Linked DNA regions of Anser cygnoides: all the other regions are linked to region 2. The links are chromatin contacts, called in public Hi-C maps. All regions are on one chromosome and are shown on one strand. The core of a region is the stretch at or near the end of the contact, and the rest is flanking DNA. Distances in the headings are between cores, read along the strand shown.

Evidence for each region. Hi-C and Micro-C count contacts between places; a contact is called where the count stands out from the background.
Region 1: a contact with region 2 is called in a Hi-C map of liver, with 2.0 times the contacts expected there. The contact joins two enhancer-like sites. A contact is called at or near these places in 3 of 7 Hi-C or Micro-C datasets (all in liver).
Region 3: a Hi-C map of liver shows a contact between it and region 2, with 2.6 times the contacts expected there. The contact joins the promoter of IRS1 here to the enhancer-like site in region 2. A contact is called at or near these places in 3 of 7 Hi-C or Micro-C datasets (all in liver).

What each region holds. Positions count from the first base shown.
Region 1 is chr9:3,995,732-3,998,431 of Taihu_goose_T2T_genome, forward strand. All of the region lies in intron 1 of IRS1 (insulin receptor substrate 1), which reads left to right. Among named protein-coding and RNA genes, the nearest start is that of IRS1, 18 kb to the left of the region's middle. Within about 2 kb of position 1,345, at least 1 of the 3 cell types and tissues checked has open chromatin away from gene starts, as enhancers often do. A contact at or near this core is called in liver, where this site is marked.
Region 2 is chr9:4,084,115-4,086,814 of Taihu_goose_T2T_genome, forward strand. The region is part of intron 4 of LOC106036254 (a long non-coding RNA gene); the gene reads left to right. Among named protein-coding and RNA genes, the nearest start is that of IRS1, 110 kb to the left of the region's middle. Within about 2 kb of position 1,332, at least 2 of the 3 cell types and tissues checked have open chromatin away from gene starts, as enhancers often do. A contact at or near this core is called in liver, where this site is marked.
Region 3 is chr9:3,978,002-3,980,701 of Taihu_goose_T2T_genome, forward strand. IRS1 (insulin receptor substrate 1) reads left to right here and starts at 1,310. Exons shown (of 2, transcript XR_010833502.1): 1 at 1,310-2,700.

The sequences.
Region 1 (2,700 bases), core at 95-2,594, 88 kb before region 2:
TTTCAGTCAGTGTAATTGGGCTTTAATGGCTTGGATGAATCATAATCTCTTAGCTTGATAGGCTGTTATAAAATTTTAAACATAGGTCTGAATGAAGTTACTTACACTGATTTCATTGTGTGCTTGCAGTAGTAGGAAGCGTTGACGTGCCAAGGATTGTTAGAGGGAAAAAAATGGTGTAAGATATTGGTAACATTTGTGTAAACATATTTTGGAGGAATGTTTGCATGATGATCCTTTTGCATGAGTGCTATGAAATATTTCTCATCTTGGTGGGAAAGGGGAGGAATCTGCAGCTGATGTAAATTGCTGTAGCCTGCTTGAAGCTGAGGGGGCTGAGGCATCATATACCTCCTTTTAGGATGTGTCCCTTTAAACTTTTTTTCTTCTGTAAGCTGTTACTACACTGTTCTTGTTTGAATTTATAGCAAGTCTCCATTAATTTTAATTAGCTCTACTAATGAGTTAGTTCTAAAGTGCTACAAAATGATCTGTAATTCACTGTCTAATTTATCTCCTACCTTGGGTATTTCATCTTTTCCAAAAATTCTTCTGCAGATTGGTGAAGACATTTGATCTGTCTCGATTCAAGCTTGTTTACTTCTATGTTTGTTAGAGTAGCTCATCAGTTTTTATTCCTTTAGCAAATGTCTCTTGTGATGTCTTGTGCCGCATGGATCTGGGCCACATTTTAGTATTTGCATGTAGGCTGAGGAAACAGGTAAAGGCGAAAGACTTGTACAAAATACAGGAGTGCTGTATGGTGAGTGTTCAGAATAAACGAGACTGCAGAACACTTAATTGTAGCCTTTGATTTACAGGACTTGAACGTGGTATATCTGTATTTATGCTATGGAGAAAACCCTTTTCCATTACGGCCTGTTTTGGTCCAGGTAAAAAGATAGTAAGCTGTATATAAGAAAAGGCATCTTTCACCAGCAGAACTGCTGCTTTTAGCATCCATACTGGTAGAGCTGTCTGTGCTTGTCATCAGTTCAAACAAACCTTTCCTCCAAAACCAAAAGCCTCGCTGACAAATCAGGTTTTCTAGTTTAGATAAGGCCATGTGTACATGGAAATCATTTTCAGGTGAAAGTGCTAAGTACGTGTAATGGCTTTAGGCAGCAGTCGTTCAGACCTGCTGGGTTACTCCAGATGACGCATGAGAAACAGGCAGGGACCCTCTTCTGCCCCCAGACCCCAGTTCATTGTAGGAGGTTTGGTAAGTCACTGACAGACACGAGGAAGCGTCAGTCTCCCTGAAACATTCCCTGCTGATCTAGTGGCAGCTCAGATGAGCCTGGGGAAGAAAATTGTTGTTCATTCATTAAAAGTCTTTTGCGTGTTGTCCCCTGTGGTGTGATATAAAAGCTGAATGCATGTTGTCCAGCAGATATATGATTGCAAGAACAAAACTGGCTTTTAACTATGTGATGAGCTTCCAGCGCTACGATCCGTGTTAGGAAGTAAGCTCTGAAAGATAGCTCTGCCTTCCTGCCGCTCCACGGAGCGGTTCCAGATGTAGTTTGAGTACAGCTGGAGGATTAACATGCTTCAAGAACTACCAGAATCGTCTCTAGCGTGACTTTTTTTTTTCATTCACCTCCGTTCTATGTAGCTTTCTGTTTTAAGCCTTATTTATTAAGAAGTGTTATTGCATTCTGTTTGTTTTTTCAAACTACTGTGTCATTTATTTGGCAGGAGAGGGGGAAGGTTAAAGTTCCTCCTTACCTCCTCCCCCCCTCTCCAGTGAAATTTTTGATTGTTCTCTTTAATGAGTCATTTTCTCTACAGCTGAAGTTAATTTAGTGGCTTATCCAAACAATGAATGTTTTCTGAGCAAGGAAGTGAGGGAACTTTAGTTCTTTCCCCTTTTCTTTATATAAAGGTGTGTCTTGGGTGTTTCCAAAACACACGCAAAGGCACACAGGCACAGGTTTCCTACAACTTTGCAAATAGAAATTCTAATTTTGCTTTCATGATCTTGCCTAATTGTGTTTAAGTTATGTTCCTCCTCTTCACAGCCTCACAGAAATCCAGCAGTCCAGATAGATGAGTAGTTTTCCTCCACCTTAAGAGGCTCTGGCAGTGCAAGTATTTTGGCACCTCCTAGGCGATGTGCTTGCCTGTCAGTGACAGGATTCCCCCAAGTTCATTCTGCTTCAGCAACTGAAGGTCACACAGCACACTCTTTTCATTTGCCATCTGGCAGCTCATTATTAGCAATGGTATGGAAACCAGAAATAAGAAAAGCTGAACCAAAATGCTGAGCGTATTGTTTCAGAGATGCAGTGCAAGCTGGGTTCGCGTGTGCTGTGCAGTGGCATCTCCCTTCAGAGGGGCATCCCGCCCCGCTGGCTGGAGGGGAGGCACTTTGCTCTCTGCTGGAGAGGCTGATCTCCATGGGGCTTCTTCCTCACCTCCACAGCTGCCTTCTGGATCCTTTTGCTGTTGGAATTGCACTGCCTTAGAAAAATAGGGCTCGTTTTGGTTTCTCTGTACCACTAGCATGTTTTAATGTCAGGTTGTGCTTTGTACCGTTACACCGAGGGTTGCAGGAGGAGATGGCTTTGCTCATGTGTGTGCACACTATGAAGGAATTTTGTCCTTCAAGGGTTTGGGAGCAAAACTTCCATCTACTTCAGTGGAGTGGCACGTCCTCACTACTACAGGGAGAACAGATAGGGCTTGCTATGCCGC
Region 2 (2,700 bases), core at 82-2,581:
AAAGAGCTCTCTCTCTGCCCGGGCCTCTTGCAAACTCAAAACATGTTGCTAGTAGAGCCTGGAAAATTACTTGGAAGTTATTAACACTTGTAAAATGGTGATTCTCAAATTTGCCTGGGGAGCTTGGAAGATGATGGTGGGAGGAACTGACCTCCTGGCACCATGTCAGCTGTGGTCCTTTGTGCCACTCCAGTCCCACCGCTGGCTGGTTTGGAGAGTAAAGCATGGCTGGTCCTGCCTCAGCCCTGTGCCAGGTTTCACCCTGGTGCCCTTGCTCTGAAGTTAATGGGTTTAGTGATACGGACTTGCTGCATGTTTTTTGCTCTACAGCTACACAGATTGCTGCACATAAAAGCCCCACCACCCATTGCTACAAATCTATTAAACATCTCCAGTTAAGCATACAGCCTCCTGCTACATTCAGCAGCTGAGCATGTAAATTCCTGTGACCAAATAGCTGTACAGTTAACTGCTTTCACATGTGCTCCCACCATGGCCATCTTGAAAGGCAAAATCTCGGTCCAGCTTTGCCCTACGGGCAGCCAGCCAGTGACCGGGGCACGACTGTGCTGCGGGCCAGAAGGAGCACCCTGGGTCTTGCTCTTCACAGGGCAGGTCCCCGGGAGCTGGGCTGAGGGCAGTGCAGGCGATGGTGTGACTTCTGGCTCGCCCTCGCCCTCCTCTCCCCCTGGCACTAGGAGCCTGTGGGTGCTGTGGGGGGCCAGGCTGGCTGCCAGGCTTTGCTTTGACCTGACCCTCCCTGTTAAGGGGTTCATGGTGGCTCCCTAGGCCTTGGCCTGGACACAGCTCAATGTGCCTGGGTGTGCTCCCTCCTGCCCCACTCTCAGCCCCACTGCACTTTGTGGAAGGGGAAACCACTTTCATTTTTCTGCCTCCCAGGCTGCGGAGAGGCTTTTGCTCCGAATGAACCAATACACATCCCAGCACAAAGCACTGCCGCAGCTCTGAGGGCCTCAGGGCTTTCCTGGCTGCCCCTGCCCTGGCTGGTTACCACAGCCCTGCTGCCACAGGGCTCACTGCGTGGGGCTGGACCCCGCGTGCCCACTGCCACAGCCCTCGCTGCTGGGCCCCGCAATGTGGAGGAGCAGTAGGGCCCAGCGGTGGGGTGGTGGGTGCCCGGGCAGCCCAGGAGCACCGGTAGCAGTGCTGGAGGTAGCCAGCCACGTTAGAAACAAAAGGGCTGTGTCCCCCTAGTCTGGAAGCAGGGGCCAGAGAGCCCTCTGAAAGGCAGCGGTTAATTTGAAACACAGGCGAAAATAGCGGCAGCGCTGGGAGTGTGTTTGCCTTGGCTGCTCCGAGCCCCGCGCCGTGGCACTGAGCAGGCCCCTGGCTGCCGGCCAGGCTGTAATATTTCCTTTTGCTGTTGTTCATAAAGGCATTCAGGAAAACAATTAAATGCAACGAGGGCTTCCCGTTCCGGCGGCGTGCGAGCCTCCAGCGAGTGCACACCCAGGCTGTGGAGAGCCTGCCTGGCCCAGGTGGCCGTGGGGCCCGGGGCCACGCTTGGCCCCATGGCGGGCTGGCTGCCCCTGGGGGAGCTGCCTTTTGAAAGTTGTTTCTCCCACCCCTCAAGGCACAACGGGATTTCTCCCGGCAAACAAAAGGAAATGTCACAGCCATATTTTGGTCAGGGGGTTATGGGTATGCAATTTAAGAGGATTTATTGCTGCTTGAGCTGTGGCTTTTTAAAGGCCCCGATAGCCTGGGCCTCGGCTGCAGCACTGTGAAGATGACAGGAGGAATACATTGTACCACTACAGGGCGCCTTCATAGCTGGCTTTATCTGAGAGGCAGAGCTGAGTGGGTTGGTTTAAAATAAAAAAGACGCTCACCTCACACTATTAGTTATATGGCTATAAAGTCTGCAAAAAGCAGATCTTGGGCTACCCAAGATGTCAGCTATGCAAAGGAAATCACATGGAACATAAATAAGGACAGAAATGTTCAAATTACATTACCTGGGGCACGGCAGCAATAAATGTGCATGCAAGGGAAGTTTGGCAAGCCTCTCCTTCTTTGTACATGTGCAACTGCACCAATTTTAACAGAGCCAGCCAGGTGTTGGGAATGCCCCTTCATAGCTATGGGAAACTCTGAGGCTGCCTGAGACCTTGTAGAATCCTGGCTCCTAGTATTCAGCATTTTTGAAGTGCTAAAACACCACTACTTAAGGACAGCAGCTTGATGTCCTTACATGAATTGGGACAACTCTATGAAGGCCATGTTTATGCTCATTAATAGCCCTGATTCACTGCTGGAGGGTAGTCCTTGTTGTAGCTGTGACAGGACAAATCTCAGTGTACAGAAAGCACCTGGCTGGCCTTGTGCTGACTGAGTTAATGGAAAGTGAGGTCAGCAAATCCTGGACTGATGACAGGATCTAAGAGTCTGATGTTTCACATCTGGGATGGCCAACTGGTGGTCCAGGAATTGAACCAGGCCGCAGGGTGTTTTTGTTTCTGTCTTTTGGGAACACTGGCCAGTTCACATGAATGCTTCTGGGGGTACAGGAGGGAATGTGTCATTTTCTATCTCTTCTTAAAGACGGGCAGGCTGGGAGCATTGTATTTTTCATCCAGTGCAGTGTAGCCCAAATGTGTCCTCTGGTGTTCCTGCCTATGGACTCTCCAGCTGGACAAGGGAGTGCTTCTCTGTGCACAAGTCAGCCATCCATGTTTT
Region 3 (2,700 bases), core at 60-2,559, 110 kb before region 2:
AGGAGCTATTCTCTTGCCACAGGAACCACTGCCTTTTTAGTGTGTGCAGCTCAACGCGTGTATGGTGGTGGTGCCCTCTGCCAACAAAACATACCTGGTGTTAGTGACAGCCGCGATAGCTGATCGCAATTCTGTCCCACAGCTCCATGACATGGGCTGGGGAAGCAATTTGCTGACATCCTATTTCAAGATGTAGCAAGCTTCATCTCAAGGTACATACAATGGATTTATTTTCAATACAAACATACGCTTCTGTCATGGCGAACTGCAGCATGAAGGGGAGGAAAGAACGAGATGATAGTACAGGTTGTTATGGTATAGGCTATTCTCTGCTCAGTCCTTATGTCTTACCAAGTAGATTCTGCTCTTACATTGCAAGTTGTTACCGTGTGTTCGGTAAATGCCGTTAAACAGAGCTATGGTTTGTGTTATCTGTAAGAGATCAAGAGACAGGGGTCCGCAGTGCTGCCTGTTGTCCTCTCTGAGTTTTCCACGTGTCTGCAAATATTTCAGGGGAATTTTTCCCATTTTGAGCAGCAAAGCTGTGGCCTCAAATAGTTGCAAAGCCACAATCTCCAGACAACAGTTTGTAATGCACTGGAAAAGCCTTTAGCTTATTCGTTCCGTGTTTGGGCCTACGTGACTCCCCAGAAGGGGAAGGTTTCAACCTGACGGGCGGGCACGAGCCTTGTTGGGGCGCTGAGGAGCAGCAGGGCCCGGGCGCGCGGGGAAATGGCGGCGGGGCACGGGAACCGGGCTGGGCGCAGGGCCCCTGCCTCTCTCCAGGGACGGAGCTGAGCCAGGAGCGCCCCGAGCCGCCCTGGAGATGGCAGCATTGAGCAATTTATTTTCCGGAGTAGGCTTGCAGCACTTGTTTCCTCCTCGGAGGTGGAAGTTGTGCATGCAGCACGTTTCGGCCCTGCTAACTGCAGAGCGCGTTGAATATTCAGTTTAACTCAGCCCACAACGATGCGGGAAAACACACTCGGCTACTTGACGCTACGCAGAGTCAAATAATTTTATTCGGGGAACCTTCCCCCGGCATTTCTGCCGAGCGGGACTCGCTTGGCGGGCGGGGGCACACTTCACCGGGGGGCTCGGGGGCTGCCCCGCCAGCGGCTTCCACAACCACCACGCCGCCAAATGGCGTCACCGCCTCCTCCTCGCTCCCCGCCTCGCCTCAGCGCGGCCCGGGCGCCGCCTCCCTGACTGACGGGCGGCGGCACCAATGCGGGCCGCGGCCCCCGGCGGGCGGAGCTGGGGCTGGAGCCGGGGCCGGGCCCGGCGGTGGCGGCGGCGGCGGCCCCCGCGGCCGCGCTGAATGAGGGCAGGGAGGGAGGGAGCGGAGGGCTGGCCGGGAGCCTGGCGGCGGCAGCGGCGGCGGCTCCGGGGATGGTCCACGCAGCGGCGCCGTCCCGCGTCGTTCTCCTCGGAGCGAGCCTGAGCTGCGGCGGCGGGCGGAGGGGGTCCCCGCCACCGGTCTGGGTGCGGGGCGCCGGGAAAGTCCGCGGAGAAGCCGGCCCGCAGGGAGCCGCCGCCGGCCTGGGGCGCGGGAGGGGGCTGCGCCGCCGGGCGCCGAGGCGCTGCCGCCTGGAATGAGGAGGAGGAGGAAGAGGGGATGTGCCTGCCTGCCTGCCTGCCTACCGCCGCCGCGCCTGGAGATGGCACTTTGTGCGCCTAACGAGATGGGACTGAATGGGGTCGCCAGCCTCCTCCGCACGGCCGAGCGGGAGAAGCAGCAGCAGCAGCAACCTCAGCGCTGATACTTGGAGGGCGGCTGCCTTGTGGTTGTTTGTTATTTTTGTTTTTTTTTTTTTATTTTTTGGGGGGACGAAGAGTGCTTTTTTTTTTTTTTTTTCGGGTGCAAAGCCCGGACTTTGCAAAACAATCTCCGCCCCCAAGAGGATATTTAATCTGCAGCAGAAATCGCTACTCGCGGAGGCAAACTTGCGAAGGGAAGCGGGGTGCTGGGCCAGGCGGGCACCCCAGGCCCGCAGGATGCGTGTCCCCACCCCGGCCGCTGCTCCTGGGACGAGGCTTTCGGCTGCACCGAGCGGGACTGGACTTTTTATGGACACGCTCACCCATCTGAGGGCGATTCGGGCATAAACAGCGACACAAACTCTGATTTGGTGCTGGAAGCTGCCTCTGCCGCTGAACAGCTGCTCGCCCCCTGCTTCTGCCCTGTTTTCAAAAGGGGATCCTGAGCTCTTTTGCCTTTTTTTTATTATTATTAATTGTTGTTGCATGAATTTTGTTTTAGGTGGTTGTCTTTTCCGGCTGGCTTGGCTGTTTTGGGGTCTTGTGTACTACTGACTGCTGTAACAGCACCGCCACCTCTCGCCATGGCCAGCCCCACAGATAATAACGAGGGCTTCTTCTCAGATGTCAGAAAGGTGGGTTACTTGCGCAAACCCAAGAGCATGCATAAACGCTTTTTCGTGCTGAGGGCAGCCAGCGAGTCTGGACCCGCCCGGCTGGAGTATTACGAGAATGAGAAGAAATGGAGACACAAGTCAGGGGCCCCCAAGCGCTCCATCCCACTGGAAAGCTGCTTCAACATCAACAAACGGGCTGACTCCAAGAACAAGCACCTGGTGGCCCTCTACACCAAGGACGAGCACTTTGCCATTGCAGCTGACAGCGAGCCTGAGCAGGAGAGCTGGTACCAAGCGCTGCTGCAGTTGCACAACCGGGCCA